2 separate regions of the Mus musculus genome follow, and region 1 is linked to region 2. The links are chromatin contacts, called in public Hi-C maps. All regions are on one chromosome and are shown on one strand. Each heading gives the region's core, a stretch centred on a gene start, on an enhancer-like site or on the middle of the called end of the contact. The rest is flanking DNA. Distances are from core to core; before and after follow the strand shown. Region 1 has its middle 52 kb from the start of Neo1. Region 2 holds the start of Neo1 (neogenin).

Evidence for each region. A called contact is a pair of places that touch in the nucleus more often than the background predicts.
Region 1: a Hi-C map of uterus shows a contact between it and region 2, with 2.2 times the contacts expected there. The contact joins the enhancer-like site here to the promoter of Neo1 in region 2. A contact is called at or near these places in 6 of 39 promoter capture datasets (the 3T3-L1 cell line, cranial neural crest, embryonic stem cells and 3 more), 11 of 484 Hi-C or Micro-C datasets (the 63-12 cell line, the HL-1 cell line, cerebellum and 5 more), 10 of 115 datasets of contacts at active chromatin or transcription factors (astrocytes, embryonic forebrain, embryonic stem cells and 3 more) and 1 of 9 other capture datasets (adipose tissue).

The regions. Positions count from the first base shown.
Region 1 is chr9:59,085,289-59,091,124 of GRCm38.p6, forward strand. No RefSeq gene overlaps it. Among named protein-coding and RNA genes, the nearest start is that of Neo1, 52 kb to the left of the region's middle. Within about 2 kb of position 1,958, at least 16 of the 459 cell types and tissues checked have an H3K27ac peak or open chromatin away from gene starts, as enhancers often do. A contact at or near this core is called in uterus, where this site is marked.
Region 2 is chr9:59,032,668-59,038,784 of GRCm38.p6, forward strand. It overlaps Neo1 (neogenin), which reads right to left and starts at 3,774. Exons shown (of 28, transcript NM_001042752.1): 1 at 3,299-3,774. The coding sequence starts at 3,461.

The DNA.
Region 1 (5,836 bases), core at 708-3,207, 51 kb after region 2:
CTTCCTGCCTTGGTCTCTCAAGTGGCAGGATTCCAAGCATTAGCCACCATTCCCAACCCAAAATAAAACACCAAAATCAGTCTCAGTAAATGGCAGTTCCATTCTTTGTATTATTCAAACCTCAAAAGCTTAGTGTCTGGGAGTCTTTTCATTCTTCCGCGCTGCAGGCCCATCCCTTATCAAATTCGGCAGGTACTGCCTTCAGGGTTCAGCTATAGATCACCTTCTGTCACTTCCGCTGTCCCCTGGGCCAAGCTATCAACATGCTTGATCTGGATCCTGCAGTTCCTTACAGCTACTCTCCCTAGGGCCATCAGTATGGTTCCTCTAGGTTACACCATAGTACTTCTGCTCAGAGCTTTTCCGTAGCCTTATATGTACTCAAGACAAACACCACAGTCCTCCTTGCTGTGGCCTGTAAGACCCTTCACACAGTCCCTCTCAAACTTTGCCCAACCTGCCTCCTTCTTTCTCGTGTCTCACCTCATTCCAGACACACTGATCTCCGTCCTCTCGAAAGGAAAGGTGGGCATGCCCCTGCCTCTCAGACTGAAGCACCCTTGCCTGGCTTGTTCCCTCTCTTCATCAGTTTCCTGTACAGGGAACAGCACATAAAGGGGCTTTGGGGGAGTTCCTTAATTATAATGGATTGTAATGAATTCCCTTACTCTTTCCCCATCCCACCTCCTATGATCTAGTGAATTTGCTCTACTTTCTACATAGCGCTCTGCTGGGAGATGGTTTTGTGCACTGTGTATTCAGATGCTGATTCCTGTGCCCAGAGCTCTGGTTGCCGTCTGAACATTGGCATCGCCAAGCATCTCCAGCTTCAACACTGTGTAAAAATTGTTTTCCATCACCTCTGATTGGTTAATAAAGAGCTGATCAGCCAGTCCCCAAATATATGCTGTTTTTATGAGTTGCCTTGGTCATGGTGTCCGTTCACAACAGTAAAATCTTAACTAAGACAGCAGCTCATGGGGCATATGGCAGAGTAGCAGGCAGCCTAGTCGGGCTAGACTAGGGTGAGAATAGATGAGTATCTGCCAAGATATAATGCTTGAAGGCTTTTAATAAATATAAGGTCTCCATGTCATTACTTCAAGGCAAAGGCCAGCGAATATTTACAGCTCTCCATGCAAACTTATCATTGCTTACCTGGTGCCTGGAGCTTCTCACTCCCAGGATGCAATTTCCTTGGTTGTCACACAGGGACAGGGATTTTTGTCACTCTATCCCCAAACAATAGATCACCTGGCACATGATAGATAGTTAGGAGATATTTGTTGAAAGGATGAAATGACTATATACATTTACTACCCCTGGGAACTCATATTTATTTCGGGAAAGGCCTGTGAAGGTCAGAAGGGGTAGTTGGCCTACATGGTCTAGAGAGGTGACTCTAGGAGAGACCCTGGCAGGATGTTTCAGAGGAGCAGGCATTGTGAGTCCATGGTCATCACCGTCACCGTCACCATCACCACCACCGTCATCAGGATCAAGAGGCCTTTCCGATCTGATGAAGCACTTTCTAGTTCTAGGCATCTGCCATGAGCAGCTGCAGGACTTCAGCGTGTGGATCGCTGATATTTTTAGGCAAAGAGAATGTACAGCAATGACATCACCCAATGGGCTGGGACAGGCTATGGTTGAACCACCTGTCAGACTATGTCTGTGTAACCTGTGCCTCCAAGCCTTGTTAATAGACTTGATTCAATTTGTTCTCGTGATCGAAGGCCAAGTGTCCTACACTCACTGATGTGGAGGCTGAGCACGGATCTGAGTTTCAGTTTTGCCACTTGGTAGCTCTGGGACCTGGGGAAAGTGGGTTCCCTCATTCATGAGAAGGCAGTAAAGTGGAACTTGCTTCAAACAGCCGCTATGAGAGTTAAAGGAATACTCCCCCATCAAACACATCTGCACAGTGCTTGGCCCATAACAGGGACTCAACTAGCTCCAGATGCTGTGGTTATTGATTTCCACCCAAGTTGCGTAATAAAGCCCACGCAGCACTAGCGATTCCTGACAGGGGCAAACTCGCTTAACTCTTCTGCCCTCAAGGCTACGGGGGCTGTTTGAGTTCCAGGATTTCAGTGACACTGCTGTGTCCTTGATGTTGCTGAATGGCTGAAACTGTTGAGAACTGAGAACCGTGAGACAGCATCTATGGGATTATAGAAAAGTAAATGTTTACCTGAGTTTTACGGGCTCGGCCTGCTAAAGGAAGCTGTTTTCATTGACTTGGCCCAAACTGGTTAGTCATTTGCAAGATGCCTCACCAGGCAGCTACTTCTTCCTATAACGTTGATTTACTTGTATTTTCGTTTTAAACTGCTCTGGTATTTGGGGATGTTTAGAACACACTCTGTTGTTATCATCAACTAAACACTAACGGTTCTTGCTCATACACAGGCTCCTCTCTTGTCGCCTGCTATTGAAAGAAACCAGGCTCACAGATTAACTTCTCTTTGGCCTAATGTCTGTCTGTGTAGTGTTTGTTTGTTTGGGTTTTTATTTATACATATGCAAAACTGGAAACTCTTTGAAATTAAAATACCCAAATTAGGCTGTCAAGATGGCTCATCAGGTAAAGGGGCTTGCAACCAAGCCTAATGACCCAAGTTCAGTCTCAGGGACCTGCATAGCAGCAGAGAGCCTTAACAGGCAAGCTGTCATCTGACTCCCCCAGCACACAGTGGCCTCTGTGCTACTCCCAAGTACAAAAAAATCAAAATACTCACATACTGAAGTACCGCTTCCTTTGACACTCCCAGACAAAGCTCAGCGCCACAAGAGATTTTAACATGACTAGGTGGCTGAGCTCGTGGACATTCGGTGAGACCAGGTGCCTAACTCAGTTCACCATGCTGCTGTCTCAGAGCTCTGTGTGCTCCAAATGGCCTCTCCCTCAACCCCTTGACACATATCTCTTCACATTCTCAGAGCCATGGCTCTCTGGTATTTATTTATTTACTTATTTATGTGTGAGAGAGAATGGGGGAGGGGCGGGCAGGAAGCAAAAGCATGCATGTGTTATTATGGGCCTGAAATGGGCTTCTGCTGGCATGGAGATACTTTGTCAGTTTTTTTTAATTAGGTATTTATTTCATTTACATTTCCAATGCTATCCCAAAAGTCCCCCACACGTTCCCCCACCCACTCCCTCACCCACCCACTTCCACTTCTTGGCCCTGGCGTTCCCCTGTACTGAGGCATATAAAGTTTGCACGACCAATGGACCTCTCATTCCACTGATGGCCGACTAGGCCATCTTCTGATACATATGCAGCTAGAGACACGAGCTCTGGGGGGTACTGGTTAGTTCATATTGTTGTTCCACCTATAGGGTTGCAGATCCCCCCAGCTCCTTGGGTACTTTCTCTAACTCCTCCATTGGGGGTCCTGTGATCCATCCAATAGCTGACTATGAGCATCCACTTCTGTGTTTGCTAGGCCCCGGCATAGTCTCACAAGAGACAGCTATATCTGGGTCCTTTCAGCAAAATCTTGCTAGTATATGCAATGGTGTCAACGTTTGGAAGCTGATTATGGGATGGATCCCCGGATATGGCAGTCTCTAGATGGTCCATCCTTTTGTCTCAGCTCCAAACTTTGTCTCTGTACTTTGCCAGTTTTAAGAGAGGCTCTGTAATGCAAATAGCAGAGGTCTTATGAAGGCATTAGCAGAGAGAGAAAGAAATGTGCCCCAGAGAAAGCAGCTGGCCCCCAATGAGCATAGTGGTTCTCAGGCTGACACTAAGTGCACCTAGGTGCCAGGCACAGTAAGAGTCTGCTTTGCTCCACTTTACGGGTTCCAGGTTATACACATAGCATGTGGCACATTTGGTTTTAATGGAGTCAGTTGATTGTAAACCCCACATTCTTGATCACTTCTAGATACATCCAGGGTTGTATGAAACGGAACAGACTTCCCAGAAATATGCCCAACCATTTGTAAGTGTGTTCAGCATTAGAGAGAATTTATCTTGAACAGGTAGAGAAATAGTTGGTATTGGACAAGTGTGCCGCCACCTCAAGCAAGGTCATTCTGAATCTGAACCCCACGTGGCATGCCAGGACAAACACCATATGGGTCACATAGATGTCAAAGGAATGGGGCCTATGAGAAGGCTCAGCAGACAGATCCTGATGGCCTGAGCTTAGTCCCCAGAGCTCACATGGTGGAAGGAGAGAATTAACTCCCATAAGCTCTCCTCGGACTTCTACCTGGAAGCTGTGGCATTGCTCCCCCAACCCCACCAATAAATAAGCAAACAAGGAATGCGGAGAAACAGTATATAGTGTGTGTGTGTGTGTGTGTATGTGTGTGTGTGCATGTGTGTGTGTGTATGTGTGTGCTCTTTTATAGCACAGAGGTAGAAAAAGCCTTCTAAATGATCAAAGTTAAAAAAGTCAGAACTGAAGACTAAAATTGATTACATAAAAATATCAAAAGTCAAATGATTAAAAATGGAAGAAATTAACTCAATAAAAGGACTAATTCCTGGTTATCTAAACAGAAATAGAAGTGGATAAGATAAAGACAAGGAATTTAAGATAAAACTAAGCAAAGGGCATGGCTTGGCCACAGAGAGGAGAAAAACAACTATAAATCATTTAAATATACCAATTCATCAGGAGTGGTAGCACACACATTTAATCCCATTACTCAGGAGGCAGAGGCAGAAGGATCTCTCTGAGTCCAGGGCCAGCCTTGTCTATATATCAAGTTCCAGGTCTAAACAGAAAGACCCTGTCTCAGAAAACAAACAAAAATTAAGTTATATTATATTTCTTAAAAGAAGAGATTGGTATTAGCTGGGCATGATGGTACACATCTTTAATCCCAGCACTTGAGAGGTAAAGGCAGGTGAGTCTCTGTGAGTTCAAAGCCATCCTAGGTTGCATAGTGAGTTTCAGGACAACCAGAGCTGTGTTGAAAGACTGTCTCACAATTTTTGCATTTATTTGTGTGCATGCACATACATGTGCACATGTGTTCTATGTGTGTCACAGCACACATGTGGAGGTCAGAGGGCAGCTTCTGGAAGTTCATTTCCTCCTCCTACCCTGTGGGACTCTGGTTTGGCAACAAGGCCCCTAACCCACTGAGCATCTTGCTGGCCTCTGTTTTTTTAAAAAGATAAAATCTCATTCAGACGCGTAAGAGAAAGGCAATGGGATGGTGTGCTGATGATGCTGAGATACTGACGTTTACATATCTGATTGGCAAAAATTCAAACACTTAATGGCATATGGTGTTGGTGAGGCTGTGGGAAAGCAGGCATTCCCTCACGCACACTATAGGTAGGCGTTCCTAAGTACCACTGCCCTACTGATAATGCCTGCTAAAATACAAAGGCTGATTTCTAACCAATAAGCCCACACCTGGAGACTCTCCTGCAGGTTCACCTGCACATAAATGAAGATGACAAGTCCCCAAGTCATTGAAGCATCGTTGTCTTGACAAGCGGTCAACCATTCAAGTGCCTGTTATTTGAAGTCTGGATGGCCTAGAGTAAAGCAACAGGATGTTATGGAGATCTCCCAGTATATGGATTTACAGGGCAGGGCATACTACCAAGTAAATGAAGAAGGTGTAGCACATGTGTACGTTTGTTGACCTTTATTTTTACAATTTGTTTATTTATTTAGAGTGCATATGTATTTGTGTTACAGGAGGGAGCATGTGTATGTCACAGCACACACGTGGAGGTCAGAGGGCAACCCGTAGGAATCGATCCTCTTCTAATTGTGTGTAGGTCGTAGGGATCAAAGCCAAGTTGTTGGGCTTGGTAACAGACACCTTTACCTGCTGATTCATCTTACAGGATCC
Region 2 (6,117 bases), core at 2,524-5,023:
ACCTACAGGATAACTGTTGAGGCAAAGAGATTTATTACAGTGTTGCTATTGCTAGTTCAGGTGTGGATAAAGATGAAAAGGTACAGACAGAAGGAATCCCTAGGAGGCAAAGATCAACCAGAATAAGGTTTTCTAGATCTTAATTCAGGAGAGCACTTGGACAGTGATGGTTACAGCAGGTGTTACAAGTCAAATCCATGCAATCATTCTAACCACTCTAACCATGTCAGAGACCTGGCCAGGGACTGGTTCACTGACACTGAGAAAGAGGGATGGAGGAAGAAGAGGAAAGAGGAGCAAATGTGAGTCTGCCTTTGGACCTGCATCAATGAGGCTACCAAATAGAGAGAGGGAGAGGGGAGAGAACCAGGAGAGTCAAAAGACAGGAAAGAAGGAGACAACATTAGGAATCAGTATTTAAGTGAGTAAAAGAAAATGTGAAAAACAAAAGCAGAAACCATGGGGAAAGCAAACACTAAGTCAAGCTATGCATGCTGATACTGATAAAGGCGAGGGAAGAGCTAAAACTCAAGAGTGGGAGACTGAATATCACTCTCAATGTGAAGCAAGGTTTTCTAACAGACATTATTAAAAACAGAAACAGACCACCTTATGAGGTAATGTGTCAAGTCAAGTAAATGCCTGTCAGAATGTGTGGGGTCCTCTATGAAGAATGTCAACTGAGAGCACTTGCAATTCACAGGGTGCTCAGTCAATCTGTCTCCCCCAAGGATCACTACAAAGCTGTTTAGCCTGACTGTGTGCTTACTCACTTCCCATCCTCCCCACTGCTAACCACCTTCTACCATAATCTCATTTGCTTTTTCCTCTTCTTCCACGTGTCCAAATGTCCATCCTAAGAGGGTAGAACACTCATTTGTTCTGTTCCCACACATCTATTTTTCTCTTACTACTGAATATCATCTCTCTCCTACCAAAAAAAAAAGTCAAATTTATCGTCTTCAAAATAAGCAATACTAACAAATGATATCTGATTTACAGACAGCCTGACCCAAGACTGCTGACTCAGCTCTCCATCTCCTGATCTCTTCCCACAGCTCAGGACGGAACAGATCAGCCCCTGCTCACTGCAGTGATTTTTTTTTTTTTTTTTATCATTTTTGTAATGAGACAGAGGGGTCAACAGAAAATATTTTGGAATGAAAATAAAAAGGCCTATGAGGGAGAATCAGACCTGTGCTCTAGACTCTATCCACTACTAATTAACTGTGAGCCTTCTAACTAACCTCCACCCATCACCATCTCAGATCGAGAACTCTGGCACTGACTAGGTAAATCACGCCAGCTCACACTTCCTCAAAACCTACTCTATTTTGCAGTGCTTATCACAATCACTTAACTATGTAATTCTAGCTGAGCAGCTATGGTCCCTACCTACATGCTGGACTGCCAACTCCATAAAGGCAGAGAGCAAATGTCTCCCATCTCATCATTGCAAAATAAAACCTCACTGATTGAATTCATGCTAAAGCAGACGTTAAGATCCCTTTCTAAGTGACTGCTTTAATGGGCCTCCAAGCCTGAGGAGCTGAGTTCACTCCCCAGGACCTGCATGCTGGAAAGAGTAGTGACTCCTCCGAAGATGTCCTCTGACTAGCACACAGCATGCCATGGCACAGGCACAAACACACACGCATGACAGACAGACAGACAGACAGAATAATAAAATGTAAAACAAATTTCTAAATTCTAGCATTGTTTAAGCTTTTGTTAACTTTAAAAAGTCTCTGCCAAAACTTTAAACACAAACTCCAGCTATGACCTCAAATACACATACAATCAGCTGTATATAAATTTTCATAAGAAATTTAAAAAAAAAAGAGGAACTTGTTTTCCAAAATTTATACATTTCTCTTTCCCATTCCCATGAAAAGAAACTATTCAGGTACTTACACTGAAGGTCTGAAAACTGTGCCCCAAACTTTGTACAAGATAAATGTGCAAATGCCTATCACATCAGTGATCCTAACTTAACATTAACACTCCTGTTTAGCAGCTTAAATAATATATACTAGTGTGGGTTTAAAACTGTTAACACTGGCAAGTTGTGAGCTCTATACACATACACACAAAATGCAAAATAACAAACTTTATCAGCAAATCACATTTCGAAGTGATTTTAATGATTTCATAACAATCAGAGGGAAACACGTTTTTGGTTTAGCAATTACAAGTTGCCATTGTGTCTGATCAGGTGACCTTCGTATTAAAAATCTAAATCTCCACAAAGTGAGTGAAAGTTTCTTCAAGTTATATGGCACACCACCTTAGGTAAACGAGGTTAGCAAAGCACATGTCAATTTGCTCTTCAAGAGCCGAGTGAACCCTGCTCAACTATCAGAGGCTTGGCGATGTGTCAATTGGCACCCTTAAATATGTAAGAATGCTGGTGACTCCAGGAATGCATGAAACACACAGAAAAAAAAAAGATGCTGAATATATATACACATATATGTGTATATATGTGTATGTGTGTGTGTGTGTGTGTATACACACACATATACATATATAGTCACATAGAGACAATTAGACAAATCCTTAAAAATCCGATGTCTGAAATTTTTCAGAAGTTGAGAGTGGGTTACATAGAAATATAGTTAAATCCCTAGTAAAGAGGCACTACTTCACAGAATCACTTGGAGCCGCTCTCCAAGGCGTCCACAAGGCTAAGTCAACACCACTGATCTGATCATGAAGGGGCTAGTATGCCCCTTAGCACCCCCTCTCCTGAAGACCCAGGCTCCAATCACTGAGCGAAGAGTCCCTCGAGATCCGACAGCGCTTCCCTGGACTTCAGAAGCTGGGCAACCCATGGCCGAGGGGGATGGAGGGTGAAGAGAATGAATTCAAGCCCCCTCCTCCATCCCTTCCTGAAAATTAATGAATTGGCTGTACGATTGTTTATCTAATGAGGTGTGTAGTGGCCTCTACTGGTGCTTGTGTGAGCACAAGAATGTCCCACTCTTACAAGTGGGATGAGCCTGGGGGAGGGGAAAGAGGCGAGGGGTGAACCTGCCTCCCGGTACAAAGCGCAGAACTGGACCCCAGAGCTCCGGCCCGGATCCCGGAGGCGCCCCTCCCCCGGTAGGAACCCCTCCTGCCTGCTCCGCTTTCCACCACGCGAGACCCTTTTCTCTCCAGCAACGGGAGCCGAGGAGGAAAAGTTCCCGCACGTTCCCCTCTGGATCCTAAACAACAACAAAAACCCACCGCAGCGGCCACGGGAGCCGGTGCCGCGCCCCAGCCCCCACGGCGTCCCGGGCCCGGCCCGACTTACCTGCGGACTGCGGCGGGGAGCCGCTCTTCGTGGCCGCGGCGCCGGACGCCGGGCGTCCGAGCAGCAGCAGCAGCGGCAGCAACAGCAGCAGCGGCGGTGGCGGACAGCAGCGCCGGGAGGAGGAGGTGCAGAGGAGTCGCCCGGCTTCGCGCTCCGCCGCCATCTCTACCCCACGAGTGGCGGCGGCGGCGGCGGCGATAGCGCCGCGGAGCGCTCGCGCCCTTCCCTCAGCGCGCCTCAGCCGGTCTCTGCGCCGCAGGGCTCGGCTCCAGCCCGGCCCGGCCCGGCCCGCGCGGCCCCCTCGCGCGCCCAGGGGGAAAGACTCCGGGCGCCTCCCTCCTGCAGCGGGGCGGGGAGGAGAGCAGAGGAGAATCAGTACATTCCGGCCGAGAGCCGGGGGGTGGCTCGGTCTCTCCAGGTTCCAGGCGCCGCCACCCGCCGCCGACTCGGGCTCCTCACGGTAGAGCGAGGGGGGCGGAGACCGCGGGGTGGGGGGCGGGCGCCGGAGCGCGCCGTGCCGCGCACGCTCACAGCCGCGCACGCGCGCCTCCCTCCCCACGAGCACCCTCTTCGCGCCCCGCGGCCTGCCGGGCTCCAATCCCGGCGGTCGCTTCGCGGGCAGCCGCGGCGGTGGAGCCGAGCTGGCGCAGGGGCAGGCGGCGGGCCCGCTCCCCTCCCCCCTCTGGCTCTCGGGAGACGGGCACGGGCGCGGGGCGCGCGCGCCGGGCTCTGCTGCTGCTGCTGGCGTCAGGGAAACCCCGGAGAAGCGATCCGCCTCCTTCGCCTCCCGCCTCCCGCTCCTAACCCGCGGGAGAGATTTCCCCTCACCTCCGCGGACCGCTTCAAAGGCTACGGAGACCTGAGGCAGAGCCGCACGGACTCCGGAGCTGCTCACGGAGGCCGCGAGCCTGCGCGCACCTCTCTGCCCCGGGCCTCTATATAGGGCCTCAGAGGAAACCGAATGGCCTCCGGGAGGAAACCTGGGTTCGCAGAGGGTCGGCGCACGGATTTATGTGCTCGCCAAAAACAATAGCAGGCCGCCCGGCTCTTGCTGGGGACCTGGCGCGGTTCCCGTGGGAGGGGGCCGATCGCACTGCGCCGACCTCTGGCTTCCTCTCGGGCGGTACCCGACCCGCCGGGACCGTGGTGCCCCGCGTCCCCACTGAGACACTCGGCTCCGGCTCAGACAAAGGTGCGGGGAGTCCACTCCATCGCGTGCCCAGGCCAGGACCCAACCCCGTGACTCAATCTCCCCGGGGCTAATTCTCTGCAGTCACTGCAGCCTTTTACCTAGGCCCTGGATGGTCACTTTGCAGTTTTGTACTTGAGATCCAAAGTGTCTCTCGACAGTAAACGCGGAGCACGCGGGAATTGGTTTTTCAACCTCCTGGTACTACTGAGGATCGAGCTACCCAAAGTTAGGAGAAAACAGTCTGTAGTCTGCTGGCGAGAGTGCCCATACTGTTCTACCCTGGTTCTTCACTTAGTCATGTTGGGTTGTTGATAGGAGTTGGATTTTTATTTGCCCTTCTGCGTATAGTCAATATCCAAGATGTGTCCAGCAAAAAAAGACATTTCTTTTTCTAACACACACCATGCCTTCTCTAGTCACTTGCTATTTTATCTTATTTTATTCCAAAGTTCCAAAATAAGGCATGGATTGACGTGGGGAATGAAGAGCTCAGAAACCTCATTAAAACAGTGAAATTAGGAGCCCTCCCTTCCCCTGGCTCTTTGAAACAATTGGTTTAAAAGAGCAAACACTCGCTTATTGTTTTCCACTAGGGAAACCATTTAAATATCTTGTTTTGGTTAGAGTTATTAACCAGAAAAAATATTTCCTAAATACCCCTGATGACCTGTTAAATTAGAAATAGATTACCTCCCAATTACTTCACAAGTATTTGCTTAATTAACCTTTAATAATCACATCGTTATTCAGTTTTCTGAGATAATTGATGAGAGAAGCTCTTTGGAAACTATAAATTGCCTTGCAAATGTTAATTTTGGACTATCTAAGACAGAGGGACTTTTTCATTATATTAAAATTATGTATAATGTGACTTACAAAATGAAGCTTACATTTATCTCCAATCTTGAAAAAAATAAGAGTTATAGCTAATAAAATAGCACACTGGTTTTCATGTATGACTTCTGTGAACCATCTCATTAATTTATCAGCCTACTGTATATATTGAGCTTATATTAAAAAGTTTAAAGCACTTTCTGTAAAATAGAATGACTAAATCATATATTTCTGACTTGTGATTAAATCGAAATTTTCATAAAAGCCACTCTATAATAAACCACTAATAGATGAGCTGCGGACTAAAAAAAAAGGTGCAGATTCTAAATCAATTGACGAGTTAGACTATAAAGTAACGCAGGCTCATACTTCAGATCCTTCACTTCACTTCAATGTTAATGTCCTCGTTGACAGCGCTTTCATAGAATCATTCTGAGTGATTATCCTGCCCTTTGTTTAGTAAGACATCTGAGAAAAGGGTCTTCACCTCTTTAACAAAATTTTCAACAAATACCTAAGTCCACATCTATGCTTCTTAGCAAAATATTTTTATGAAAGTCTAAGCTATAAATCTATAAAGAGATATAAAGCTGTTGCTGAAATTAACTTTTTTTTTTTTTCCTTTTCAGCGAAGTTAGAAAATGAGGCCCATTTTCAAGGAATAGTGCACAAAGAAACTGTAGAGCAAAGAAAACAGAGTTGCCATTGTATGGGAGTGTAAGTTACCAAAGTGCGGGCCAAAAATAACTAGACCAAATATTCTTGTGAAATGTATTCTAAGTATGTTTTGATA